Linked DNA regions of Mus musculus: all the other regions are linked to region 3. The links are chromatin contacts, called in public Hi-C maps. All regions are on one chromosome and are shown on one strand. Each heading gives the region's core, a stretch centred on a gene start, on an enhancer-like site or on the middle of the called end of the contact. The rest is flanking DNA. Distances are from core to core; before and after follow the strand shown. Region 1 has its middle 100 kb from the start of Gm41333. Region 2 has its middle 270 kb from the start of Gm41333. Region 3 has its middle 51 kb from the start of Gm30113. Region 4 has its middle 200 kb from the start of Gm41333. Region 5 has its middle 44 kb from the start of Gm41335.

What was found. A called contact is a pair of places that touch in the nucleus more often than the background predicts.
Region 1: a contact with region 3 is called in a Hi-C map of the N1E-115 cell line, with 5 times the contacts expected there. The contact joins two enhancer-like sites. A contact is called at or near these places in 4 of 484 Hi-C or Micro-C datasets (the N1E-115 cell line, cerebellar granule neurons, neural progenitor cells and 1 more).
Region 2: a contact with region 3 is called in a Hi-C map of the N1E-115 cell line, with 5 times the contacts expected there. The contact joins two enhancer-like sites. A contact is called at or near these places in 1 of 484 Hi-C or Micro-C datasets (the N1E-115 cell line) and 1 of 115 datasets of contacts at active chromatin or transcription factors (astrocytes).
Region 4: a contact with region 3 is called in a Hi-C map of the N1E-115 cell line, with 4 times the contacts expected there. The contact joins two enhancer-like sites. A contact is called at or near these places in 1 of 484 Hi-C or Micro-C datasets (the N1E-115 cell line) and 1 of 9 other capture datasets (embryonic stem cells).
Region 5: a Hi-C map of the N1E-115 cell line shows a contact between it and region 3, with 5 times the contacts expected there. The contact joins two enhancer-like sites.

The regions. Positions count from the first base shown.
Region 1 is chr15:62,568,099-62,570,798 of GRCm38.p6, forward strand. No RefSeq gene overlaps it. Among named protein-coding and RNA genes, the nearest start is that of Gm41333, 100 kb to the right of the region's middle. Within about 2 kb of position 1,428, at least 71 of the 459 cell types and tissues checked have an H3K27ac peak or open chromatin away from gene starts, as enhancers often do. A contact at or near this core is called in the N1E-115 cell line, where this site is marked.
Region 2 is chr15:62,399,618-62,402,434 of GRCm38.p6, forward strand. No RefSeq gene overlaps it. Among named protein-coding and RNA genes, the nearest start is that of Gm41333, 270 kb to the right of the region's middle. Within about 2 kb of position 1,529, at least 23 of the 459 cell types and tissues checked have an H3K27ac peak or open chromatin away from gene starts, as enhancers often do. A contact at or near this core is called in the N1E-115 cell line, where this site is marked.
Region 3 is chr15:62,902,027-62,904,726 of GRCm38.p6, forward strand. No RefSeq gene overlaps it. Among named protein-coding and RNA genes, the nearest start is that of Gm30113, 51 kb to the right of the region's middle. RefSeq lists an enhancer at 668-1,874. Within about 2 kb of position 1,300, at least 78 of the 459 cell types and tissues checked have an H3K27ac peak or open chromatin away from gene starts, as enhancers often do. A contact at or near this core is called in the N1E-115 cell line, where this site is marked.
Region 4 is chr15:62,464,304-62,467,208 of GRCm38.p6, forward strand. No RefSeq gene overlaps it. Among named protein-coding and RNA genes, the nearest start is that of Gm41333, 200 kb to the right of the region's middle. Within about 2 kb of position 1,353, at least 25 of the 459 cell types and tissues checked have an H3K27ac peak or open chromatin away from gene starts, as enhancers often do. A contact at or near this core is called in the N1E-115 cell line, where this site is marked.
Region 5 is chr15:63,399,542-63,402,433 of GRCm38.p6, forward strand. No RefSeq gene overlaps it. Among named protein-coding and RNA genes, the nearest start is that of Gm41335, 44 kb to the left of the region's middle. Within about 2 kb of position 1,355, at least 29 of the 459 cell types and tissues checked have an H3K27ac peak or open chromatin away from gene starts, as enhancers often do. A contact at or near this core is called in the N1E-115 cell line, where this site is marked.

The DNA of each region.
Region 1 (2,700 bases), core at 178-2,677, 330 kb before region 3:
GGAAACATCTACTTGCTAACGCTGGCGGGTGGGACTCCTGTTCCTACTAAACGCATCTAGTCAGACTAGCTTGCTTCATATTTGAATGCAGAGAGTTCAAGAGCAACCATCCAGGAACCAGCTCGAGTGGTCGAGGAGGTATGTGTCTCACTCAGCCCTGAGCTTGCTTCTTAGCTCTATTCTTCTTTTCAGTTATGTAATTTTGGCCAAATTACCAGATGTGGCTGAGCTCCTGTATCTCTGTACAACTGGATTAATAATTCCTGTCACAAGGAATTATTCTAAGTGCTAAAGAGACAGTGCATGCAAGAGGCTGGCGGTTGTATCTGAAACCTAGCATACATCAACAGAACTTAGTGTGTTATTGATGCTTGTTACCTGCACTGGCATGGCAGTGAGTTCTGCATGTATTTGGGATATTCCAAATTGAGCAGGAAAAAAAAGGTACGTCTGTTTTTAAAATAAGTTCCCATAAAAGTAAGATGAAGGCTATATAAATATTTCTTGAGTATTTATAAAATATTTTCTTATGGATGCATTATTTTAATTCATTAACATTTTAAGAATCACTGGACTAAATTATTGTTTTTTTTTTCCTTTTGTATTCATTTCTCCAGAGATTTCATCCAACCTCTGGAGAAAAGGGGAGAGACAAGAAAGCAGTGTTTTCACTTGATTGAGGCCAAGAACTGGGGGACTGGACAGAGCTAGGTTACAGCCCTGCCAAACGTTCCCTACCTACAGGCTTTGACCTATGTAATAGGAGATAAAACTTACAGTAATAACAATTATAACAATAACAGGTCTGTAGTGCTGAGCTCTCCACCTATTATTTCATGATTCATACAAACACCTTATGGGTGAGATGTCACAATCACGTGTAAGTCACGAGCAATATACCAGATGACATCAGCCACATACTAGGTTCATAGAAAAGGACCTCTGACAAGCAAGACTATCTTCTTACCCCTGCCTTGATTTTCTGAACATAGATGCAGATAGGTTCTGTCTATGTGGCTGCTGAGGAACTGGACTGAACTATTGAGTTAATCAGTTGGCTCTCAAGCCCATTTGTTTCCACAGGAGGCAATGGTAAAACTCATTGCAGTTCACAAACCCTCTGTCTTCTCAGCTCACAAGCATTGCCTCCTGGTTGGTTTGTGCTGGGGTAGAGTGAGTCAGCCAGTCACATGCCTGCTCTCAGGGCCACTGTCCAGGTGAGAGGCACAAATGCTGCTCACACTGCTCTTGACCAGCATATCAAGTGTTGCCCGGACCTGCAGGTCCTGCTTTTTCACTCCATGGATGGGCTGTGCTCTTTCACTTCGGAGAGAGCCAGCATTGTCAGCTCAACTGCTTCCTTGTGCTCAGTAGCTTGCTGAAGGGTGACTGGCTTGAGACCTTGTTAAAGCTACCCTGCCCCTGTTTTAAAGCATCACTGAGAGATGCTGGAGCTGAGTCACCGTCCACACAGACAGCTCATTGCCAAGATGTGCTGTGCTTTTCTGATGCAAGGAAGAGCAAGTTTCCATCCCTGCTGTAATGTCACCCCGCTGCACAGCTCAGGCCAATAAAGTTCAACAAACCAGTTTAGCCTGGGAGAGAAGGGGATGAAAGGCTAAAACACTCTTTGATGAAACCCGAGTCTTCCAGGTAAAGGGCAAGTAGCTGGCATGACGAGTGAGCAAAGACATCTTTTGGGAATCTCCCGTTCGTTCTGCCTTTCATCCTGACGCTCTTCTTCACTGGGTGATTTCACATGAAGCAAAAGTGTTGGCTCTCTACCCTTCTCCTTCCTGCCTGCCCCAGTAAATTGTGACCGATACTGTCTGAATCACTAGATTCTTTGGACACTCAATTATCTATGAGAAAACAATGTATCTCACTTCTGACTTACTGCAGATACGCTTAGCTCTTGCACCGAATGGTTTTAAAGGCCAGCAACACCTCCTCCCTAAACCCCTTCATTTAAATTATGTTTATTACTATGCTTGTTTACTCTCAGTCATCCCTCCTTGAGGAAGGGGATCTAAGCATGTGGGACCAGGCTTATTTTGCACTTTAGCTTGGTGGAGGATCTGCAGCAAATGAGCTAATCTATATTTACTGAATTATTAAACTGCTCCCCCACACACACTTTTCAATTGCTTTTCCTGTCCCCCAAATCAGTTTTGCTCCTGTCCCAACCACACAGCTCAATGTTGATAAACGAATAAGAGTTCAAATCAACTCATTATTTTCTGTCCTGAGCTTCCCTAGTCCTGTCTTTTCTTTGCGATGCATCCTCTTTGAGTGTAATTAGCATCAGGACTCTGTGCTGCTTGGAATCTTTCAGTCCTGTCACACAAGGTTTATCCCTGCCTGAAATGTCCTCTCTGCTATATTTTCTCTGGCAAACTTCTGTATGCTCATCTTATATAAGGAACCTTCTTGGAACACCCATCAGGCCCACTCCTCTAACTACAACTGACCCTTCTTTCCTTTGGATCCACAATGAAGTGCTTCAGTTCTGTTTTTTTCCCATTAATTTATCTGTTCACTGTACATCCCAATCCTAGCCTGTCCCCTGTTTCCTCCCAGTCCTGCTCTTAGAAATTTCTCTCCTCTTTACCCCCCCCCCCCCCTTCTTCTTAGAGAAGGGGAAGCCACCTTTGGGTACTTCCCTGCCCTGGGACATCCAGTCCCATGAGGAACTAAGCA
Region 2 (2,817 bases), core at 279-2,778, 500 kb before region 3:
GGGCATCTGTTGGGAAGAGCCAACCAATGGAAGCTCTAGGGAGGGTAGTCTGGAGGTGGAGGTGAGGAAGGAGGTGAAGACTGATGGAAGGGAGCCACTGTGGTTGTAGGCAATGTAAACACACTTGAGTGGCTCAGATGAGAGAAAATAGATGACAGTGACAATAACCATAATAATGGAAGGATTTTTAGATACTTTCAGGAAGGAAGATAAACAGACTGAATGATTAGGTGACTGTTGGTAGAGGAGCAAGCGTCCTATAATGCTTGCAGGAATTTCTAGATGGGCTGGAAGATGCTGTCTTATCCATTGCCATTGCCATTCCTGTACTGAGAGGATAAGGTTTTGTAAAGGGAAAGCAAGCTGATTTACTGGCAATGTCTTTCTATTATTTTTGTGTAGTATTCAAGATGGCTGATTAGCCACTTATGGTTGTTTCTTCTTCTTCTTCTTCTTCTTCTTCTTCTTCTTCTTCTTCTTCTTCTTCTTCTTCTTCTTCTTCTTCTTCTTCTTCTTCTTCTTCTTCCTCCTCCTCCTCCTCCTCCTCCTCCTCCTCCTCCTCCTCCTCCTCCTCCTCCTCCTCCTTCTTCTTCACAGGCACTCTATAGACATCCTTGTACTTAGGTGTGATTGTGGAATCAACTCTAAGGGAAAAGCTATTTTCACTTTCAAACCCAGGCTATACATACTTCTGTTTGCTTTTATGTGATCTGCCTTTGAAAGGCTGGATTTGTCGAAAGACATTGTGTGAGTTTGGTTTTGTCATGGAATACTTTGGTTTCTCCATCTATGGTAATCGAGAATTTTGCTGGGTATAGTAGCCTGGGCTGGCATTTGTGTTGTTCTGCCAGTCTGATGAGCATAGACTTGGGAGGAAAGGAAATTCCCTATTCACTGTGTGGACAAAAGCTAGCCACCAATTTAGGAATAGAAACTTCAGACATTATAGTAGCAAGTGATTTGCTTTTATGATGTTTGTTACAGCAATCAGCTACCTGTGCATGATTGATGTACCCTTCTTGTTTCAGAGAGGAAAGACGGTGAAGCATAGCTGATAAATGTTAGGTCCAGACCCATTACGTCTCATCCATAAATGAGACTTCTTAACTTGTATTCTCCGAGAGAGAGAGAGAGAGAGAGAGAGAGAGAGAGAGAGAGAGAGAGAGAGAGAGAGAGAGAGAGAATGAAGTTAGTTGGTTTTCTTTTTTTTTTTTTTGGTCAGTATATTTTCTTCTAGGCACAAATACACAGAGGTCTAAGCAATCCATCCAGTTTGGAAGGAGATAGATTCCCACTCTCCACTTCTCTGCTCCTTAGAAAATAAGATGATTTTGGGGAAGAGAAAGAAGTTATCAGAAGACAACTGAGACAATTCAATTAAGTAAACTTTTACTGGTTCCAAGTTAGCTTTGGTACATATCAGATGCCAGAGTGAGCCTTGGGCTGTATTTGGACAGGAGAGTGTTGAGCCAACCCAGGCTCCTCCTTTTTAACACCATGCCATCCTCCCGTTGCCCTGCCTCTCATTTCCTTTCCATTTCACTATGCTTCAGCCATACTAGCCTTCTTTCTGTTCCTCAAATGCTGTGGCGTTTCTTCCTATCTTGGGGAAGTCACAAGTGCTGTTTCATCCCTTGGGAATGAATACCCACCCCTTCAGTTGCTAATCCTTATGCTTCCTTTTCCTCATCCTTATGCTTGCTCTTAAGTATCTTTTTATCAGTAATGGGCTCCTTGACCCCCGACCTTGAGATATACCCTGATACGCCCACATATTTCATTCTGGACTTCTCCTTTGTGGCAGTCCTCTGACCTGTGATTGTGTAATCTTTTGCCCTGTGCCCTGCTCTATCCAATAGAGTGTCAGGTTTTCTTTTCTTTTCTTTTTTTCTTTTTTCTTTTGTGTTTTTTTGTTTTGTTTTGTTTTGTTTTGTTTTGTTTTGTTTTGTTTGAGACAGGGTTCCTCTGTACAGTCCTGTCTGTCCTAGAACTCACTTTGTAGACCAAGCTGACCTCAAACTCAGATATCTGCCTGCCTCTGCCTCCGAAGTGCTGGGATTAAAGACATGCACCACCACCGCCTGGCCTGAGTGTCAGCTTTTCAAGGGCAAGGATCATGCTGGAGTATTCTTTCTGCCAAGAGACCTGAGCATAACACCCCAAATAGTGGGTAAGCAGGAAGCAAATATTTTTTTTTCTTGACAAAAATAATATTTTTAAAGTAAGCCATTTTCCAAGTGGCTTTATGAAAAACAAACTAGACACTGTGAAATTCTGAAATAAATCATCCACTATGTAGTTAGATACTTAGATAAATCTAAACCAGAATGTGAGAAGCATATAGTTTCTCCTGGCTGTGTTGTCAGTACTGAGGACATCATTGGTCCCTGAACTCTACTGGGGACTTTTTCTTGGGTGCTTTCATGATGGTGACTTGATGTGGCAGTGTAACTTGGTTCTGAAAGAGGGAGAAAGAATAGTAGAGTTTCAATTGGTAACTCCCTCCTTTAGTAGCTAAGCCAGTTTGGGAGATATCAAGCCTTGGCTTCCTTCCTTGAAAATGGAGAGCTTATCTTTCCAGAGTTTACGAATAGGCTATTTGCAAGACACACATGTGCACATGTGGATGTCTATGTCTCATAGGAAGTTTGGCACTTAGCAGGGACTCAGGAAAGTTTAATAGACCATTGACTATGAGGGTCAGGTTCAGATGCTGAGTCATAACGCACGTGAACTGACCGGTCTGAAGCTGTTAACGAGGCACATGAGTGCTTTATCCTTTACTAGTGAATGAAGATACTGATTTACTCCCAAAGG
Region 3 (2,700 bases), core at 50-2,549:
AGTAAGCGTGGGACAGTACACATCTTTTCAACATACTGATTTAATTTCTTTTGGATATGTACCCAGAGCTAGTATTGCTAGATCATATGGTGGTTCTATTTTTAATTTTTTCGAGGAACCTCCATACTGTTTTCCATATGGCTGGACTGATTTGCATTCCCACCAGCAGTGTGCAAGGGTTTCCTTTTCTCTACACACAGCACTAGTTATCTTTGGTCTTTTTCGTAATGGCCATTCTTGACTGGGTCGAGGAAACAACTCCTGGTGGTTTTGATTTGCCTTCCTCTGATGATTAATGACATAACCTTTACTAGTGTCCAATCATCTGGGAAGTGTATCCCTCTAGCACACCCAGGAAGACTGGAAGAAGCACAGAAACTTACCAGTTTACTTCTTCTGACTCTTTCCCAGACATAGATCTTAGATTCATGCTATTCTACACCCTTGCCACCCACTGTACTCCTTCCTCTGAATTTGGGATGGCAGCCTCAATAGTGTGTGTGTCTTTGAAAGTTAAAACTATGCTGAACATGGATAAAAGCTAACTGGACACAATTAATCCTTAATCATTATTTGAGATGCAAGCAGACACCCTAAAGTTCAGGAAGCCAGACTTCCTGGATATATCCTCCTTGGGAAGTACAACCAACACTCTTCCGTTTCCAAGTTTTCACAGTTCTGTTGCTGTGGGCACTCCTTTCTGTCTAGATGGTAATTGCTTTCACTTCCTGGGAGCTATCATCCCTGAAAAAGCGTTGCATCCTGACTCAGGATGCTGAGGGCGGTGGCATGTGTGTTACAGAAAAGGCAAAGAATAAATTGTTTATTGACTGTCTTAAAAAAAAATACACCAGATAGGCCTATGTACTTAGCAGATGGGCATCTGGACAGATGACAAATAATCATCTTTTGTTTGAAAATTAAAATAGAACCAATGGGGTAAAAGGTGTAGAAAATGCTCCCTTCTTATTTCCTGAGAGTGGAAAACAAACCCCACCCCGCCCCCACCCCTTTCACTTGTTCAAGAGAGGTCTGCACTTTGGAGCTAGTAAATCTGCTTGGCAGGTAATCTGCTACCCATCTGCCAGCTGCTTCGTTGGCAAAAGGCACATCACCATCGCCATGGCAACTCACAGGCAGGCAAAGGGCACGCAGGCCTGGCTGGAGGCCAAGGTAATCCGATGGCACTGGGCTTTGTTAATAGAAAGAGAAAAGCAAGTGGGCCAGAGCGTCTTGCCTCTGCCTTTGCCAGTAAAGGCTGGACGGGAGCAGAGAGCAGGGCTAATTAACCCGCTGGACCAGCTGTTGACTGCCTCTTGCCAAATCCGACAAGTGGCCAAGGTTTGTCTATTCCTAACCCTTGTCATCTTCCAGGGAGGCTGGACCCTGGGGGAACAAGAGCCTTTTCTCAATGATGTCATCTGAGTATTTGTAGAATTTCCTCTTTGTGGGAAAGTTTTCTGGCAAAGTATAAAGAGACTTGACTTCCCTCGGAAGACCCCGTTTCCTTTTGAATGTTGAAGCGATTTTTTCTAAATGAGAAACAAATCTGGGATTATAGGGAGAAGCAGGATGGTGGGGGTGGTGGGATATCCGTGCTTTAGGCCGTGCATTGTATTAGGAATCCCATCTGAGGCGCCTTTCATCCACCAACATTGCTTAAAAGAGCACACATCCCACAGAATGATGAGTACAAATGAATTGTTTTCAAAAGACCATGTCGTGAGGGAAAGGGAGCTCACACATATTAATTTCTTACGTTATGACAGGAAGGACACGTGTATGACACACCTGTACCCGAATGCAGAGACGATGACTTAAGTCTGCAAGGTCAGGGTTAAAACTGCACAGGGGAACACAGTTTCTTCAAGGTGGAGCTCACTAAAGCCTACATCTGATAAACAGCCTCCTTCTCTTCCCTTCTCCTCTTCTTCCTTCTCCTTCTAGTCCTCCTCTTCCTCTACATCATCATCATTTGCCTACACTAATAGTTCACTGATACAGGATTATTGATGTAATCATCCTGAAGAATGTTTTATTGCTTAAGGAAAAAATAACCTGACAAAATATTTTTATGAATCAATCAGCATGCTAGTGATAAAAGATTTACAAAGCTAAAGAACCTAGCTCGGCATCAATTTTATTTCAGATTATAATCCTACATTGTGTCTTATGCATGAAGCATTTCGTGTGCGTTGCCATTATAATGCAAAATACATGTTCTAATCCCATTTTGTGAAGAAGGCAATTAACATGTAGGAAGCATAAAGAAGACATGTAAAAATAGAGTACAAGACAACAGACTGAGCCACAGTTGAAAATCTGGACTATGACAGCTACATATGTTTGCAACCTTAAAGCCATAACAAGTGGAACTCAGTCTATAGAAGGGAGAAAAAAGGATTCCCATGATTGAGAAACTGAATGAACATGAGAAAGGGCAGTGGAGACAGTAAAACAGGCTGACCCTTTGCCCCTGGAAGTCCACCCACAATCAGGAAACACGAATGTCTGATCTCTGAAGCTAGATTATTTTTTTCCTGGATAGAAATAGTACTTCCAGTGGGAAAGTGGTCATGATGGAGAGGGAAAGAAATTCTAGGGTTGTCTGTGGCCTTGGCTTGTAACATTTACAGCATTTATCACTAAGAAAAAAGCAAGTTGTAGGTTATCACAGAGCAGACACCCACTTGAGAACAA
Region 4 (2,905 bases), core at 103-2,602, 440 kb before region 3:
TCATTCAACCCCAGATTTGAGAGGAGTAAGAGGCATGTGCTTTTTAAAAGTTGTTACCATTTATTGATCATGTACTATGGGGTCAGAAGTTTCCAAATGCAGAGTCATTAATTATCAATAAAAAGTCATCCTTGCTTTTGAAGGCATCATGGGAAAATCAGGTTCATATGAGAAGGTGCTACAATGTCTACTTTGCAGACAACACAAACTTAGTTGGGAAGAAAGACCTATAGTTTGCTTGAATAGCCCCCATGATGCTGTGTCTATCTCAGCAGAAGAACGAGCACTAGAACATGAGCACCCATAAGTGTGGGTTCCAAGAAAGGTTGCCAAATACAGGGAAAATGGAAAGACCACTTTCTTTTCTACCCTTCAGTGATTTCTCCTTAATCACACACAAAAAAGGGAGTATTTTAGGACTTATTAGGTAATATAATGTCTTTCAATAGACTTGATAGTTTATTTAAAGAGATGTCATGTACATGTCCAGAATTTTCATAACAATTCAAGAACAGTGGCAACGCTTGCTCTGTAGCTAAAATACAGTTGCAGTTAGATGCTTTGCTTATCAGATAATGCTATCGAGCCCTAGACTGACTCTTTATGCCAAAGGACCTCCTCTTACTCCTTGCTGTGTCTCAGCAGTAGGAGGGGACTTGGCAGATATTAGAAGCTCAGTAGATAAGTAATTGAATTAACAAGAAGTGAGTGACCCAGAGAATTCGGGAACTATCTGATTATGCTTAAACTTTAAGACTACCATTTCTAAAGGCGATTTCTGTCTTGGACTTTGAGAAATGAAATCAGAATATTTCATGTCTATAAAGGGGATAAGAACGAATATTTGTCAAACCTTGCCATATTCCCAGTGCCATGCTCTTAATGACATGTAATCCTGTCAGTGACCACAGGAGGCAGATTTTATTACTGACATTGACAGATCTAAGTACCTGGACTCAGAGAGGTTAAGTAGTCAGTCACAGATCACATGGTGAGAAGGCAGGATAGCAATTTCTTATAAATTTCACCCAGATCCACACTGCCTCCAGTGCTCTGCATCATCCACTTGGTGAAGATTTGAAAAGATTTTTTTTTTTTTTTTTTTTAGTGAAAGGAGGAGGAGGAGCAAAGCCACAGTGTAGAAGAGGACGAATGCACTTTTCAACCAGGACAGTTAGAGTCACCGAGTTTATAGAGTCCCAGTGGGATAGATTAGCATGCGGAGGATGTAATGACAGGGTCTGTGAACATTCCTAGATTGAAGAGTCTGTGCCTGTCTCCCTGCTTCACCAGCTCTCCTTGCCTCTGATTTAATTATATGCTCAGGGTACACATGCCTCTGGAATTGCAGGCCATGTCTTGCTTCCCAGGAAGGGTTATTGGTTAGATGACAGTCAGCCTATGGAATGTAGGGGGTGGAGCTGGTGTGTGTGTGTGTGTGTGTGTGTGTGTGTGTGTTACTGGTTTGTCTTGTCCCTTAGCAGAGTAGATGGAGTTGAATCATTGTCAACCAAGGCTCCCTCATTCCCTCATTCAAACATACTGGTTAATTATGCTGACTATGTGAAGATGACTATTTTGTTCAATAGAAAGAAAGCCAATCTGAGTGCCCACTCTGAAGGACATGGTCTTTAGCTCAAAAATCTGTATAAAATCTGATCCCAGTAAGGTCCAAGATAAGGAATCAACCTGGACATTCAGAGACTTGTTTCTCAGACCTTGAGCTGGGAAGCTCTTAGAAGTGGGATTGTTGGAGACTATTTTATCTGTTATGCTGAAACCTGAGTTTCTGAGTAGGTCAGTGACACAGCAGTGTACAGAGCTGAGCCGCAGAAAGGAACCCATGAGCACAAGGCGCTGTAATCCTTGTACCACTAAGCCTTCTACAACTCTGTTAAGGTGACGGATGCACTGAACTCAGCACTGGAATTTAGAGCTGAGTTCAGAGTTCAGTGTAAAGTAAGACTTTAAATACAAAGATGGAATTTTTCCTTTTCTTTCCTTGAACATGGGTCCTCCCTTCAATTTCAAGTTGATGTCCTGGATATAGAAAGGACTGGGATTAGAACTGTGAGTTCGGATGCTAGATAGGCTGCCGATTCCTTTAAAATCCAAACACCTCTTCTTCTGCTCTGGTTCCAGGTAAGCACTTGGAAAATGAATTGCCCTTTCTGAATCTTCATTTCTTATTTCAAGAGGGGAAGTGCGGGAGTAAATGGAAAAGGCCTTCGGAAATATGAAGAACCAACTTCTGTCTTCCCTACCAGCAAGGATATATCTTGGTCTTCAATGTCTTTTTAAAGTACTTGTGTTGGATGACCACAGGGTTGGTGTGCATTTTCTTTTTACAATCTAGCCTACAACACCTTGAAATACAGGATCGCGATTCATCGGCCATGAGAAGCTAGAACCTGGAAGTTCCCTGGGGAAATTTTAGCCATACCTTATCAGCTAACTATTATTTCATAACAAACCACAACAACACTGGTGCTTAAAAAGTAATTATTATTTTTCTTGAGTCGACAGAGGAGCTGGACAGTTCTGATAATCCTGGGCTGGGTTTGGCTGGTCTTGTCTGTTCTTTTTTTTTTTTTTTTTTTTTTTTTTTCAGTTGCCAGCTGGTGGAACTAAGGGATGCTGGGCACTGGATAGCTTCAGCAGGGATTTATCCTGATCTTCACCAGGCTAGTCTAAGCTTGTCCTTAGGTTTCCAAGCAACTGAAGTATTGCTCAAGGTCTCTGGAGGCTGAGGCAAAGAACTGTTCATTTCTTCCATGTTTTCTTTTGCAAAGTAAGAGCTAAGGACAGGGCAGATGCAAGGTTGGGAATGTGGGCTTCATCTTGTGATGGGCAGAGTTGCCATATCATATTGCCAGAAGCAGACTAGGAACTGGAGGAAGATGCC
Region 5 (2,892 bases), core at 105-2,604, 500 kb after region 3:
AAATTCTAAAAAATAAAATAAAATTAGTCAATTACTTCATTCAATCATTTTCACACCTGCAAGAAAGGCTGAGAAAGACCCTGTTAAAGATGCTTGAGGCTCCGTGGTGGGAAAGAGACACTGTCTTTTTTTCTGGTGGAAGTTACAATATAGTGAATCGAAATAATTGAGAACATTCTTAAGAATGAGTGTTGCAAACCAGAATTCCTGACACACACAGACACATCATCATTGGTGTAATGACTCGATTTGATATTTAAAACGATTGCACTTAAAAGTATTTTTAAGAAACAAAATGTCTAGTACATATTTAATGATCAAATAGAGAACTTAAAGGAACCACAACTTCCAGGCAATAAATCTAGTAAAAAGCCTAAGAGACATGCCAAGGACTATGCCAGGAATTATCTGTCTGATGCTTGTGATACCTAAAAGTGACTATTACTCCCATGTGGAAATCTGACTTTCCTTCCCTTCATATTCCTGCTGAGGCAAAAACTCAGGCAAAATCAGCAAGCAGTGGAGGTTGAAGTTTTATGGTGGGAGACTAAGCAAAGAGTCTACCATGAACCCTTGAGAGTCCCACAGAAAACTAGGGGTGGGCCTGGGAACTGGAATCAGGAATCCCAACTGCTACTTCCTGCTTCCAATCACCCTCCCAGGAGAGCTGCCCCCGCTGTGTCTGAGTGGAAGAAAGGCTGAGAGCATCCCTGAAAAACCAAGTTCTTTTCATAAATTCAGTCTTCTGGGGTGAAACAGCAGAAAACAAACAAAGGAACTGTGGGCTTTAGAAAGTAACATTTCCCTTTCATCAGCTGGAGGGCAGTGGCCAGAGAAAGAGACAGTAAAAGCAGCCACACTGCTTGCTGGCCACAGAAGACGAAGTCCCAATGTGCCTTGAACACTCACCCACCAGCTTAGGAGTTCTGTCATGCTCAGAATAACGTGGTTGTACAACAAGGGCTTCTGTTTCTCCCTAATGAGTTGATTATATCCTGTCAGAAGAGTCATAAGGCCATCAAATGTCAAGTCCATTTTCTCAAACATATTATTTTCATAGCAGCTGGGCCTGACTCACTCTCAAAACAGGGCATCCCATTGTTCCCTTCAACAGATAATGCTGGAGTGAAACTCAATTAAAAGAGAAAGGGAAGGGGCTTAGAGGACACATGATCCCGATTCATGCAAGTTTACAATTTGCTGTTTAGAAGCCAATTCTATTAGGATGGTTTGGTCACTTAGTTCACAATTAGTTCCTAATGCCGGAGGAAATAGACATGGAATGTGTTGTTCACCCCCAGGACTGTTTCTCATAAGGGAGGGAGGGCATGGTGTTAGTCACTGCCTGATGCTAGAAAGAGAAGGCCGGAAGTGAGAGATGTGAGTACTAACTCTAAGCATCCCAAGACAACCCTCTGACTATACCTGGTTTATCACATTCCCCAAAGACACAGATATAATATTAACACTAAACTTTACGAATCAGACAAGCAGAGTATTGGATACTCATATCCCAAATGGTTATGAGCATAGTGATGTATTAGACATACTAATAATTAGATCACAGTTGTTAAAAGAATAAGCAGCCTAAGATACCTATGACATGCTACAGAAAAAGTTCAATGAATGATAATTATTATTTTAATCATGATAACAAAACTGGAAATCAATGAAGAAAATGGCAGCCATGAATCAAGGACTGTGACCAAGACTCTGAAGCAGTGATTCTCAACCTTTCTAATGCTGCAACCTTTTAATGCAGCTCCTTACAGTGTTCTCATGATCCCCAACTATAAAATTATTTTATTGCTACTTCATAACTATAAGTTTGCTATGAATCATAATGAAAATATGTAACATTCAAGATATCTGCCCTGTGAGGGTCACGACCACAGGTTGAGAACCACCACTATAGGAGGCTGTGTGATCAAGAGTCATGAGTTCTGAAGCAAAAACCAAATAGTTGTCTCACATTTATATTAATTAATCTACTATATAGCAAGTTTGGCAACACAGACCGTCCAGTGATGATAAAAGAAAGTACATGTCCTACCTACCACCCAGCTCCTATCACCAAAATTGGTAACTTATCTGATCATTTGTTTTGACTTGTTTTCATTTTTCTGTAAGGTGCCAATACAGCAGGCAGATTTTAAAATATCTCTATGACTCCTAGCCTCTGTGCAACGTTTCTTATCACTGATGCAGTCAAATACTAACACAAGTACCACTGATGAGCGATTTCCATGGATACTGGGAAGATGACCCCAATATAAACAATTGTACCTTGTGTAAGCACAGAGTTTCCTGGAGCTGACATCTGAAAAGAAAGTCAGAGAGTGAAAACATGTTCTGACATACTGATGCTTGTTCGGAACTGAAAATAGATACAGAACAAGGAACAAAGAAGTCCACAGAAGCTGAAGACCTGCAGGAAAACAAGAGCTAGTTAGCAGTCCTATAATGACTAGATCTTACAATGAAATGAAATGTTTCCAACAGAATGGGTTTGGGACAGGATCTTTTGAATGCATCTCAATGTCAAAACCGTGGTGCTCTGTGCAAACTGAGACATGTATGACACAGTACACTTCTGAGCTGAAACGTGAGAATTAATTATTAGGTATTGTTTTAAGCCGCAAATTTTGTCATATATCAATAGAAAGCTATGAATATCTTGAGAGCTGCAAATGACAGAAATTTCATTAAGTTCTCTTGCCTCTGAACAAGACTGAGCTATCTAGCTAAGCCTAAGGACTCACTTACATCCTATGTCAAATATTGGCATGTGTGCACATATGTGCATTTATGCGAATGCGTGTACACACACACACACACACACACACACACACACACATCAGGCTTCTGTTCAAAATAGTTGGATAATTAAGG